4 separate regions of the Mus musculus genome follow, and all the other regions are linked to region 1. The links are chromatin contacts, called in public Hi-C, HiChIP or PLAC-seq and promoter capture Hi-C maps. All regions are on one chromosome and are shown on one strand. The core of a region is the stretch at or near the end of the contact, and the rest is flanking DNA. Distances in the headings are between cores, read along the strand shown. Region 1 holds the start of Kcnd3os (potassium voltage-gated channel, Shal-related family, member 3, opposite strand). Region 2 overlaps Kcnd3 (potassium voltage-gated channel, Shal-related family, member 3). Region 3 has its middle 74 kb from the start of Gm34837. Region 4 has its middle 100 kb from the start of Gm40118.

Region 1 (2,700 bases), core at 98-2,597:
GTAAATGCAGAAATGACAAACATGAAAAAATCCTGAAAAAGAAAAAGAGAACACTTTCTCCTGCTGTAAAAAGTCAGCTGCCTGCTAAGCAACGTCTATTTTAGAAGCAGAGGGTCAAAAAAAAAAAAAAAAAAAAAGGCAGACCTCCTGTCCTGGGGGGTTGACACTTCCATTTCACCTGAACAGACACAAAGCAGAAAAACAAACAAAAAAAAAAAAGTCACATCACCAAGATCTGCCCTTCAATGACCTCGGAGGAGAGTCCTCAGAAATCAGAGCTGGTCTGGGGAACTGTTTCACGCCCCCAGGGAGTCTGTCCCGTGTCTGCGGGATTTTGTTGGGTATGAAATGAGCATGGGGGCCATGCTGGAGATCCCGTGGGGCACAGGCCTGGGACCTGCAGATCCTCTTCTTTACAGTGCCTCTCCTAGCTCCTAGGATGGCCAGTGCAGTTTCCCCAAACTCTTTCTCCAGCCTCCTCAACGGCAAAAGGAAGCCGCTGTTAATCGTTCTTCCTCTGGAGGTCCCTTGTGTACTTACGTCTTATAGCATTCAAGACGCAACATGGAAAAAAAATAAACACATCAGCTCCTTTCAGTGGGCCGGTATGTGTCCACATGGGGAAATGTACACACGCTTTGCATTGAATGAATGCCCAGAATCCCCCTTCCCCCCGCTTTCCGAGATTAAACCTTCAGGTTCCCTGGAAGTAACAGTAAATAAGGCATCGATTCAAGCATCACCTACATTCATGCATGACCACCCTGTAAAACCTGATTACTGATTGCATTGTGCCGCCTATCACCCCGTGAAAGTTCAGAGGCTCCGTCAAATACACGGAGACTTTCTTTGCCTTGATTTCAGGTCTGGAACCTCTCAGCCTGTTGCTGACTTATCAAGGCTGCCCGGGATAAAAGGAGAACAACGTGGGCTGAATTAAATGCCAGCACTAAGAAAGCACAGGAATCTAGTTGATTTCCAGGTAACTTCTCTGCCCATCCCTAGTGTAAACACTCTGTTAAAACAAATTTGAACCCCCTTCCCTATGGTCTCTCGGGACACTTATGGGACCTTTCCCGGGAAAGAAAAGATGTGCCAGGCAGGACGAGCTGGACCAGCCTCATCCTCTAACAGGCAAACACAGGCTCGCCTGGCTGGAGAACTTTGCAAAGCGCCCCAAACGGCTCCCAGCTTCCACTCTCAGCCATTTCTCTTCTCAGCTCACAAAGAGCGGGGACGGAGCAAACCGTCGCCACCTGCAGCCAGGTCCCGGGGCGCTGCTCCTGGCGCCCGGCGAGGGAAGGCAGGCCAATGGCAAGAGGGCAGAGGTTCACACCCCCACCCCCAAACCTCTCGGCGCCCCAGTGCCCGGAGGTGGCTCTGCAGCCCAGGGAACCGACGCCCCCAGGCCGGCTGCTTGCTCCCCCACGGCCCGGCCCCACCCCCAATCCTTCCGGCGCCCCAGCGCCCACCCACCCGGGCGCGGGAGTGGGAGGGTGCCGCGTGGGCAGCGGGAGCAACAGGCGTGGGAGCAGCGCTCCTCGCACTTGCTGTCTCTGGGAGGCTCGGTCGTTTCCCTCTTACCTTCGCCGAAGCCAGCCCCAGGCCCCGCGCCCCGCGCGCGCGAGGAAGCTGAGGCCAGGGGCCGCCGAGGCGCAGAGCGCCCAGCAGCGCGGGGAAGCGCCCAGCAGCCGCCGCTCGGGCGGCTCCTCCTCGCCGGCGAAGTCTCGCTCGTCCCTCCTTCACTCGGTCGGTTCGTGCGTCGGTCCGTCCGTGGGGCCGTTCCTCCCCCGCTGCCGCCGCCGCCGCCGCCGCCACCGCCACCGCCGCTCCAGCCCGGGCTTGGCAGCGTGTCCCCTCCCCGCCTAGCCGCTCCGCTCTCGGGCTCGTGAGCTCCGGTTCGCTCGTTCCCTGCCCCCGCCGCCGCTGATGCCGGGCAGAGCGGAGCCGGGCCGGCCACGGGCTGCCTCTCCCGAGGAGGCGGTGGGGGCGCGGCGCGGGCGGGGCGGAGAGGAGAGTCCGGGGGAGGCGGCGAGGCTGCGCCCTCCGCTCCCCACCGATCCCCACGGGCCGAGCGGCCCCAGGCCGGGCCCGAGAGAGCAGAGCGGCCAGGCTGCGGAGGGAGCGAGGAGGAGGACCCGGGAGCCTAGCCGCCGGAGGGTGCCCAGGGCGAGGGCGTGCGAGGGGGAGTGACTCTGCGCGAGGGTGTGTGTGTGTGTGTGTGTGTGTGTGTGTGTGTGTGTAGGGCGCGCGCGTGAGTGGGGGGGCTGCAGCGGGGGGGGGGAGGCGGGGAGACTAGGCAGAGCCTGGTGCGTCTCCCCAGGAGAGTGGAGGAATCCTAGGGTGTGCCTGGAGGTGGTAGTGGAGTGTGCGGACGCGAGTGTGAGCGCGTGTGCCGGCGAGGGTGGGCATGGGGCGAGCGTGGCAAGGTGAGCTTGGCTTGGGGGTGGGGGAGGAGCCGGGCGTGCGGCGTGATCGTGAGTTCGGGGGCGTGTGTGGCTGGGGACTTAGGAAGAGGTGGTAGGGAGCGCTGGCGTGTATGCGCGTGGGGTGTGTACACTTAACTGGCTGTCTGTTTCCCATTCACTGTCCACGCGGTAGAGCAACTAACTCCTCTCCTTGGTCACCTAGTGAGGTGCAGCTGGTCGCCGCGCAAGCTTACAGGCTGACCCTGAACAGTCAGGTGTGTTTGCCAAAGCT
Region 2 (2,700 bases), core at 145-2,644, 140 kb before region 1:
GTAACTGAGCAATAAGGAACATGCATGTGTGTGCGAGTGTGTGCATATGTATGCAGGTATACAGGTGCCTGTGGAGGGAGCCATCTAGCTGAGACTGGCATATCAGTCCCAGTTTCTGAGGCTAAACAGCAGCAAATTAACAAAAAATATTCTTGCCTGGCCTCACACTGCTAAAGAGTAAATATAATTATCCTTAATCAATACAGGCCCTTCAGCACTAGCTAATGGCCGTCCTGGGCTTAATTGCAGCAGTTGGGGAGGAAGAGTGAGGAGAGAGCATTCCAGCTTCCCTCTCACCTGGGCATTCCCAGGTCAGACCAGACAAAGGGGTCCAAAGTCAACCTCCGGGAAGAATAGTCTCAAGGCTGCTGTGCATCACGGTGTCCACCCCAGAAGGAAGCAGCAAGAAGCTGTATGGCTGACTGTCCGGTGGAGGCAGGGAGACACCTCTGATTACCTTTCTCATTGCTGTGACAGAATAACCTGCCAGAAGAGTTAGGGGAAGGAGGGTTTATTTCGGCTCATGGTGTAAGAGGACGAACAATCCATCATGGGGGATGGGCGGGCAGCGGGGCAGGATAGCACTGAGGACACATCTTCCCTCCTCAGTCACATCTTTCTGGAAACCTTGTCACAGACATGCCCAGAGGTGTGTCTCCTAAGTGATTCTAACTCCAGCCAAGTTGACGAAGACGACTGATGGGCCCCCGTGGGTGCTTTGTAACTGACACACAGATGCCATTTTCTGCTTCTGTTGTTTTTCCTTACAACTTGGTTCCTTGCTTGGATTGGTTTCCTCTGGGACTAGACTCCTCCTCTGTCCATCTGTCCATCCTTTTAGAGGCCCGATTTCCCATGTTGTACTCCAGCTTTCTTACGGCAGGATTCTTGATCTGAGCTATAGTGTTCTTGACTTGGGCCCTCCATGTTTCCTATGGAGCTGCCTCCCTGCCTCCGAGCAGTTCCCTCTTAAGGCAAAGAACAGTCTGTTTTCTTACCTGTGGAAACAGCTGCTAAGCCCCAAACCTACTGGACACATCACTGCGCTCCTTACTGTTGCATCTTAGTGCCTATAACTCTCATCCTCTTCCCTGTAGATACGGAGGGTGCTGTGTTCTCCTCCAAACAACCCCTGGTCATGATTGCCACCTTCTTGGTCCGGTCCTAAGAGACCCTAATGGGAAGTTCAAATCTTTTGCCTCCCTCATTTGGCCTGCTCTCTGCTCCCTGATTAGAGAAGCCCAAATTGCCTGAGTACCTAAGAATAGCTACATCATTAGTGACTGAACAACCTGACAGACAGCGCCCAACTCCCCACCCCTTGTTCCAGCATGGTTGGGGACACATCTCCTGAGAGCTTCTGCTCTCTCAGGAATGTGTGAAGGCTGTGGCACCATCTGGGAACTCTTGCAGCTAATCCACAGGCCTCCTCTCCCTTTGGAGCATGCCCAAAGCTAGCTAACCTTCCTTTCCTTATAAAAGGCTAAGAAACGGATGACTGTGTTTGCTTTGTTCTCCACACATAGGCTTCCTCACAGTCTCTCCTGGGAGCTCAGGATATACTGAGCCAGGCTTCCTGGCTGTAGTCTGGATGCTGGTTGAAAGACTCCAAGAGAAGTGGGCTAAGAAGGCCTTTAAAACACGCTAACCTGGTTGAATCAGAGTCTGGGGCTACTATGGAGGATGCAGTGGACAAAGTGGTCTTCTCCTGTTTGTTTTCAATGAATAGAAAGTCCAGGAAGCAGCCCTGGGATTGGGAAAATGATGGTGTTGCTGGGGACTGGGTCCTAGTCCAAGTAGCCCAGCACACTGACATAAGGCACAAGCCACAGTGGCTGAGAGAAAATTGAGTCACTGTCTCACATGCAGAGGAACTCTGCAGGGTTGATTCTTCAGAGTGGTGATTCAGGGTTTAGGAGGCTCATAGTTAATGCTGGGATATCTCACATCTCTTGTTCATATTATCATTGGGTTCCTGTATCACTCAATTATTAACATCTACCCAATCGCTGAGATTACAGCCCCCACTCTGCCCCTCTCTATCTGAAAATTCTCAATCATGCTTTAAAACCTATCCTGGTCATAGGGGCAGAAAGTCTACCCTGAGTTCCTATTTTCTCTATCCCTGCAATTGTTCCTTTCTCTTTGTATTATGCAAAGGCTTTCCCCACAGTGGTGGTGGACACCTTCCAGACTCATGATGGATTTCGTCTGTCTGCTTCCTCACTGACAGGGTAGCGACGTGTCTGACCATCTTTGTGTCTTCTGAGTCTAGCACAGCACCTGTCATTCAGTAGGTATTCAGTAACTGCTCGGTGAACAAATGAGCTCAGGGGGATCCTTCCTGCCTAGCCTGCAGGTTCTCTGTGGTTAGGAACTATGCATCTTCTCAAACCGGTGCTGTCTAACGCACCTCTGTGGGTAAGAGGTGTCATTGCTCCCAATCTCCTCATAAAGCCATTGGAACTCAGTGAGCATCCTCCTGGTAGACTCAGTCCCGCCCTCCTTCTGCTCAGGCCTTTGGAAACAAGAGACATTAGCGTGCTTATTCCACGGAACCGCAGCCAACTGTCAACAGCTCCGTCTCCTGCACTAGACATAAGCTCCCTGAGGACCAAACACGCTTCCCATTCTTCTTTACACCCTGCACCTAGCAGACTATCTGGCATCGTGTAGGTGCTTGGGGACTGCATGTGGAAT
Region 3 (2,700 bases), core at 181-2,680, 170 kb after region 1:
GTCCTATCTGACTATGTCAGCTTGTGTCAAGTTGACATAAAACTAGCCAGCACATGGGGGAACAAATTGTTACTGTTGTTGTTTTGCTTTTTTATTTTTGTGTGTGTGTGTGTTTGTTTGGGGTTTTTCTTGGCTCATGGCTTGAAAGATTTCAGTCTGCAGTTCTTGACTCCTTTGATTTGAGACCCATTGTGAAGGAGAAGAGTATCAGCACAGTGAGAGCATGTGGAGGAAAAGACTACTTGTCTCACAGAGACTAAGTAGAGAGGGACCGGGCTGGGAAACAGGTCTAACTTTCAAAGTTATAACCTCTCCCCACTTCCAATGGTCCACATCCTTAAGCAAGGCTCCAATCTCTCATTCTAGAAGCTCCAGGATTCCAGGACACAGATGTGTAAGCCCATAAATACATGCATGTACATGCACGTGCACACACACACCCCTCACGTGCTCCTACTGGTGAGACCTCGAGAACACCTCCCTCCTTTCAGCTGCCCACACAGAATTGGAATGGGTAAATCATAGGAACATTAGCCTTCCTTCCTTCCTTAGCACACCTCACCACTTCCATCGGAAGGATTCTCCATGTTAGGAATTCTACATTGGCAGCATCCATTGATTGACATACAAACAAACTAGGGAAGGATCTTGAATAGCAGCCAACCTTTGCTGAGTGGAGAGTTGGCAGCACAGAGATGTCTAGTGGGAGTGAGAGGAGCTAACTCCAAGCAGAGACAGGACTCATGGCACACAGAGCTGTCCTTTACTGTTCGGCTAAATTTCATTCTGTTCCAACTGCAGCCACTATGTTCTAAGCATGGTTTTCAGTGCCAAGGAGAGACAACGGGTGTAACTCTACCCAAAGTAGGCACTGACTTACTGGCTGCTACCCAGGAAACAAGTAGTAAGTAAGCCAACAAGCTGGAAGTACTGTAATGGGGTAATGTTCTATGTGGGAACCACATAGTGAAGGAGCCATCAAACACGGGGAAGAGGCAAAGATCAACAAGGAAAGATTCATAGATGTAATGGCATGAGGGCTAGATTCCAAAGCTTAGAACTATCATACATCTGACCAGCACTTGAAAAGAAATTGCTATTTGCGATTGAAACTATACCATAACTATATGGTTGGGAATGCCCTCCAAGTCCAAACTATTTCCCCTGTGGAGTGGGAACTGTTGGTGCTTGTGACTTCTCTAGAGACACAGGGCAGTAGAGACTTCTCTAGAGATAGTATGGCAAGAAACATAGACTGGGTCTGAGTTTGTGTACCAGGTTCAACATCTTCCAGCCAAACGGCCTTAGAGGGCTGAACCTCAATCAGCTTCAGGTTCTTTAAGGTGCTCTCCGCCCTGCCTGATCCTCAGGGTGTCATGAAGACTAGAGGAGATGAGCCTGGTGCACACACTGTGACAGCTGTGTCACTGTAGAAATGAGTCATTGTTATTCTCTGTTTTGGCAGACGCCTTCCTCTCTGCCTCCTGAGTGCCAGGCTGAGCTTAACAAAGGCCTTTTTTTCCCCCTGACATACCAACTGCAAGCTTCTAGACACATCTCTCGGGGCTGCCATGAAGCCTCAAGCCTCTATTCCCAGCTTCAGCCTCCAGTCACAGGAAGTAAAGGTCTCCATAGGGAGAGTAGCAAAGCAGAGGCTTGCCTGGAGACAAGTCGCTTCGGGCCTTGTGGTAATGAGTGTACGAGCCATGCAGTATTAATGACTGCATAAGAAAGATCTAGCAACAGTGGGCCTTGGAGTCCTCTCCTTACAAGTATTCAAACATGCCTAAGCAGTATGTGTGATACCAAATATACATGTTTTCTCAAAAATAACAAGTCCTGGTCATCCTCTCTAAACACCTGTACCTCTTCTTTCAGTCCCTTTTATACTGAAAATCAATAGACTCGCCAAAAATAAACAGAAGTTCAAAATGGAAGATCCAGATTAAGAATGGTCAAGTTTCTTGATTTTGTCAGAGAATTGTGCTTTCAGGTGGCTTTGAGGGTTACAGCCTCACATAATGAAAAAGCCTAAGGCTTAAATTCTGAAGGGGTTGACCTTTGCAAAAATAAAAAGAAGTAAAATTCATGAATTTTAGAGAATTGTGAAAATAGCTATTTGGGTTCTCAAAGCCTGGGTTCAAATCCAAGGTCTTCCAGATGACCTGTGGCCAAGAGGTTCACAGCCTCATTTTCTCCTAAGAAAGCAGTTCTCAACCTTAGGTCATGACCTCTTTGGGGGTCAAATGGCCATTTCACAAAGGTCACCTAAGACCACTGGAAAACACAGATCCTTACATTATGATTCATAACAGTAGCAAAATAACAGTTATAAACTAGCATCAAAAATAATTTTATAGTTGGGGGTCACCACAACATGAGGGACTGTATTAAATGGTTACAATATTAGGAAGGTTGGGAAACACTGTCCTTGGAGCTGTTATGAATGAAGATAAAGTATCAACTGGCTTCTTCAATTTTTTATTAGTGAACATTAATAATGGATATCATCTCCAGCTTTCACTATCCTGTGATCTCCTAGTCCATTGTCTTAAGTACCATTCTAGACAACCATTTTTAAAGACTTCCTTCAGGCTGGAGAGATGCTCAAAAGTTAATAATATCAACTGCTCTTCTGAAGGACTTGGGTCCAATTCCCAGCACCCACATGGCAGATCACTGCCATCTGTAGCTCCAGAC
Region 4 (2,776 bases), core at 13-2,512, 240 kb after region 1:
CCACAGGGACCTTCAGACCAAAGAAACAGGTGATGTCTAATTACACTTAGTCCCTAGGGACTGCTTCATCACCCTACCCTCACCCCACCAGCCCTCCAAGCACTTGGTCCTCTAAACTAAGTTTCTCTCATCAGGGAGTAATTGCCCCTGGCTCCCTTCACGTCTAATCACCAAGCCAAGGTATTAGTTCTTAAGAGCATGATTGATTTTCCAGGACTTGGAACTTAATTACATTTTAGTAAAGTCTGTTTGGAATCCATAGAGAAGAGAGACACTTTCTGCGCTTTGAACTTACCACATGAGAGGGCTTCCAGCATCTCAAATCTTCCATTCATCCTCCCGGGAGCCAAGGGAGGAACATTCTACAGACATCACCTTTACTCATTACTCAAGATCTCTGAGCCCTAGGGTTTGGCCAGAGGAGCTTAGGTTTCTCGTGCAGAACTTCTTACCAGGTCCTTCCCACACCACCAGTGACCCTAAATGGTCCCCAAGAAAGCATGAGCTCTGCTGGGGCTGCAGGCCTGGGAGCTCCCTAACAGCAACAGCAGGTTCGAGCTCCAGCCCCCCCTGCCATGCCAAGTTAGCCCAGGCTTCTGGTTCTAACCTCAATCTCAACAGGCAATCCTCCCTTTATTCTAATCATCACTAAGAACCACCATTTCTGAAATGCTAACTATTCTGTATAGCTACTAGCTCATCACATACTCTGAATGAAGGCAGGAGATGGATGTACCTCAGTGACAGAACACTTGCTGCATATTCAAAGCCCTAGGTTCAATCCCCAATACTGCAAACAAATAAATGAATGAAAACACCCAGGCATTGAACCCTGACTTAAACCTCAGAATTAAACCTTGACAATCTAGCTGTGAATCTCCATATTCTCCAGTCAGGAAGTGGGCGGGTAGAGAGGGCCAGCATGCACTCAGCTATTCTACCAGCTGACTCTCACTTGTCTCTCCAGGTCCCTGTGATGGCAGAATGGACTCATGGCTTGGGTACTATTCTTGATCTTTAAGAATACCTGAACATCACAGAACAAATGAGACAAAATGACAGAGTAAAGAGGGACAAGAGTGTTCCATGCCATTCTTGTAAGGTCTAGAAGTACAGAAAGTGTATCAAAATGTAGGATTTAGAAGAATGGGCCTGGTGAGATGGCCTGGCAGTTAAGAGTTTCTGTTCCTTCAGAGGACCCAAGCTCAGTCCTCAGCACTCATGCCAAGCAGCTCACAACCACCCTTGACTCCAGATCCAGGGAATCCTATACCCTCTCTGGATTCATGTGCATGCGCACATGTGCGCACATGCATGCACACACAGACACTCACAATTAAAATAAAACAAAAGTTTTTAACTTAGAAAAATAGAGCTCTGGTTCAATTGATGTAGCTATTAATAGTTGTTTTTCAGCTTCAGTTTGTATCGTACATATTATATTAATGACTAAAAGCTCAAGGATGATTTTAGTAACAGCTATATAACAAAGCCATGTGATGCTGCTGTGGAGAGGATGGAGAGTTATAAATAAGCCAATGTAAGAAACTGTGGGGGAAGTGTTCTTAATGACAACCATATGTTTATTGACCTTCAGGAACCACGGGAGCTAGATTTATTCTCTCTCTGCAAACCTGCCTGTCAGAATGTCTTGCACAAGACCTGCATTGTTCTTGGCCCCGCGGCCTCATGCTTGCTGACAGCTGACCGGCACCATTGCTCCTGAGCATTCGAGGCTCACTTAGCATGGCTATTTCCCCAGGCCTGCCTCTTCCCAAAGTGGACCTAACCTAGAGTCTGCCCCAGCCCACAGTCTGCACTGCATCCCCTATGTAAGCCATTGAAAGTAACCCAAAATGAAGAGAGCCTGAGCCAGTGGAAACCCAATCTCTAGGAAGCCCAGAGTTTCTTGGATTATCAGACAAGACGCAAGTTCACTGGAAATTCTTTCTCACGGGCTGTCATAGTCCTGAGGTGGATGTCAGTAATGTTTCAGCCCAAGAGCTGCCTATGAGATGTGGATCTGGTTAAATCAGCACGACTTTTTGAGGGCATAGTCAGGAAGCCCAGTGGTTTCAGGGTGATTTGTAACCTGCCTTCTTTCTAAATGCTGGAGGTGAGTTCAGGTCTTGTTGAACATCAGTGTTAGTGAAATATGCAGCTTCATAGAAAGGTAGTAAGAATGGCCCTGAGGATACTCATGTGTCTCAGCAGTGAGGTGTAGGGAGAACCGTGGACACCTCCATGTCAGTGTCACCAGCCATGATTTCCTCCACGTTCTTGAACTGGTGTCAATGTAGCACTATGTCTAAAGCTTTCTCTCTTCCTTTCCTTCAGCTCCCTTTGCCCAGCAGTTGCTGAAATTTACATCTTGCCTGCCCTGGGTTTTTTCTTTTAAACTTCAATAAGCTTATCTTTGGAGTTCATAGATAGATGATAGATAGATAGATAGTTAGATAGATAGATAGATAGATAGATAGATAGATAGATAGATAGATAGATAGATAGATAGAATAAAAGCAATTCTTTGGTTGTCGTACTGGCTGGTTTTGTGTGTCAACTTGACACAAACTGGAGTTATCACACAGAAAGGAGCTTCAGTTGAGGAAATGCCTCCATGAGATCCAGCTGTAAGACATTTTCTCAATTAGTGATCAAGGAGGGAGGGCCCATTGTGGGTTGTGCCATTCCTAGGATGGTAGTCTTGGGTTCTATAAGAGAGCAAGCTGAGCAAGCCAGGGGAAAGAAGCCAGTAAGTAGCATCCCTCCATGGCCT

Evidence for each region. Promoter capture Hi-C pulls out the DNA fragments that hold promoters and counts their contacts. Hi-C and Micro-C count contacts between places; a contact is called where the count stands out from the background. HiChIP or PLAC-seq counts read pairs in DNA pulled down with a chosen protein or histone mark.
Region 2: a Hi-C map of hippocampal excitatory neurons shows a contact between it and region 1, with 11 times the contacts expected there. The contact joins the enhancer-like site here to the promoter of Kcnd3os in region 1. A contact is called at or near these places in 3 of 39 promoter capture datasets (embryonic stem cells, hippocampal neurons and stem cell-derived epiblast-like cells), 7 of 484 Hi-C or Micro-C datasets (hippocampal excitatory neurons, nephron progenitors, neural progenitor cells and 4 more) and 9 of 115 datasets of contacts at active chromatin or transcription factors (VIP interneurons, embryonic basal ganglia, embryonic forebrain and 5 more).
Region 3: a promoter capture Hi-C map of hippocampal neurons shows a contact between it and region 1, with 4 times the contacts expected there. The contact joins the enhancer-like site here to the promoter of Kcnd3os in region 1. A contact is called at or near these places in 2 of 39 promoter capture datasets (hippocampal neurons and trophoblast stem cells), 2 of 484 Hi-C or Micro-C datasets (cerebral cortex and nephron progenitors), 2 of 115 datasets of contacts at active chromatin or transcription factors (VIP interneurons and neural progenitor cells) and 3 of 9 other capture datasets (adipose tissue, liver and pancreatic islet).
Region 4: an H3K4me3 HiChIP or PLAC-seq map of neural tube shows a contact between it and region 1, with 4 times the contacts expected there. The contact joins the enhancer-like site here to the promoter of Kcnd3os in region 1. A contact is called at or near these places in 3 of 39 promoter capture datasets (hippocampal neurons, stem cell-derived epiblast-like cells and trophoblast stem cells), 3 of 484 Hi-C or Micro-C datasets (cerebral cortex and cortical neurons), 5 of 115 datasets of contacts at active chromatin or transcription factors (embryonic forebrain, embryonic midbrain, forebrain and 2 more) and 3 of 9 other capture datasets (adipose tissue, liver and pancreatic islet).

What each region holds. Positions count from the first base shown.
Region 1 is chr3:105,451,602-105,454,301 of GRCm38.p6, reverse strand. It overlaps Kcnd3os (potassium voltage-gated channel, Shal-related family, member 3, opposite strand), which reads left to right and starts at 1,347. Exons shown (of 4, transcript NR_040759.1): 1 at 1,347-1,749; 2 at 2,632-2,700. It overlaps Kcnd3 (potassium voltage-gated channel, Shal-related family, member 3), which reads right to left and starts at 2,412. Exons shown (of 8, transcript NM_019931.2): 1 at 1,585-2,412.
Region 2 is chr3:105,591,110-105,593,809 of GRCm38.p6, reverse strand. All of the region lies in intron 2 of Kcnd3 (potassium voltage-gated channel, Shal-related family, member 3), which reads right to left. Among named protein-coding and RNA genes, the nearest start is that of Ddx20, 95 kb to the left of the region's middle. Within about 2 kb of position 1,394, at least 10 of the 459 cell types and tissues checked have an H3K27ac peak or open chromatin away from gene starts, as enhancers often do. A contact at or near this core is called in hippocampal excitatory neurons and hippocampal neurons, where this site is marked.
Region 3 is chr3:105,279,946-105,282,645 of GRCm38.p6, reverse strand. No RefSeq gene overlaps it. Among named protein-coding and RNA genes, the nearest start is that of Gm34837, 74 kb to the left of the region's middle. Within about 2 kb of position 1,430, at least 23 of the 459 cell types and tissues checked have an H3K27ac peak or open chromatin away from gene starts, as enhancers often do. A contact at or near this core is called in VIP interneurons and hippocampal neurons, where this site is marked.
Region 4 is chr3:105,208,252-105,211,027 of GRCm38.p6, reverse strand. No RefSeq gene overlaps it. Among named protein-coding and RNA genes, the nearest start is that of Gm40118, 100 kb to the right of the region's middle. Within about 2 kb of position 1,262, at least 8 of the 459 cell types and tissues checked have an H3K27ac peak or open chromatin away from gene starts, as enhancers often do. A contact at or near this core is called in neural tube, where this site is marked.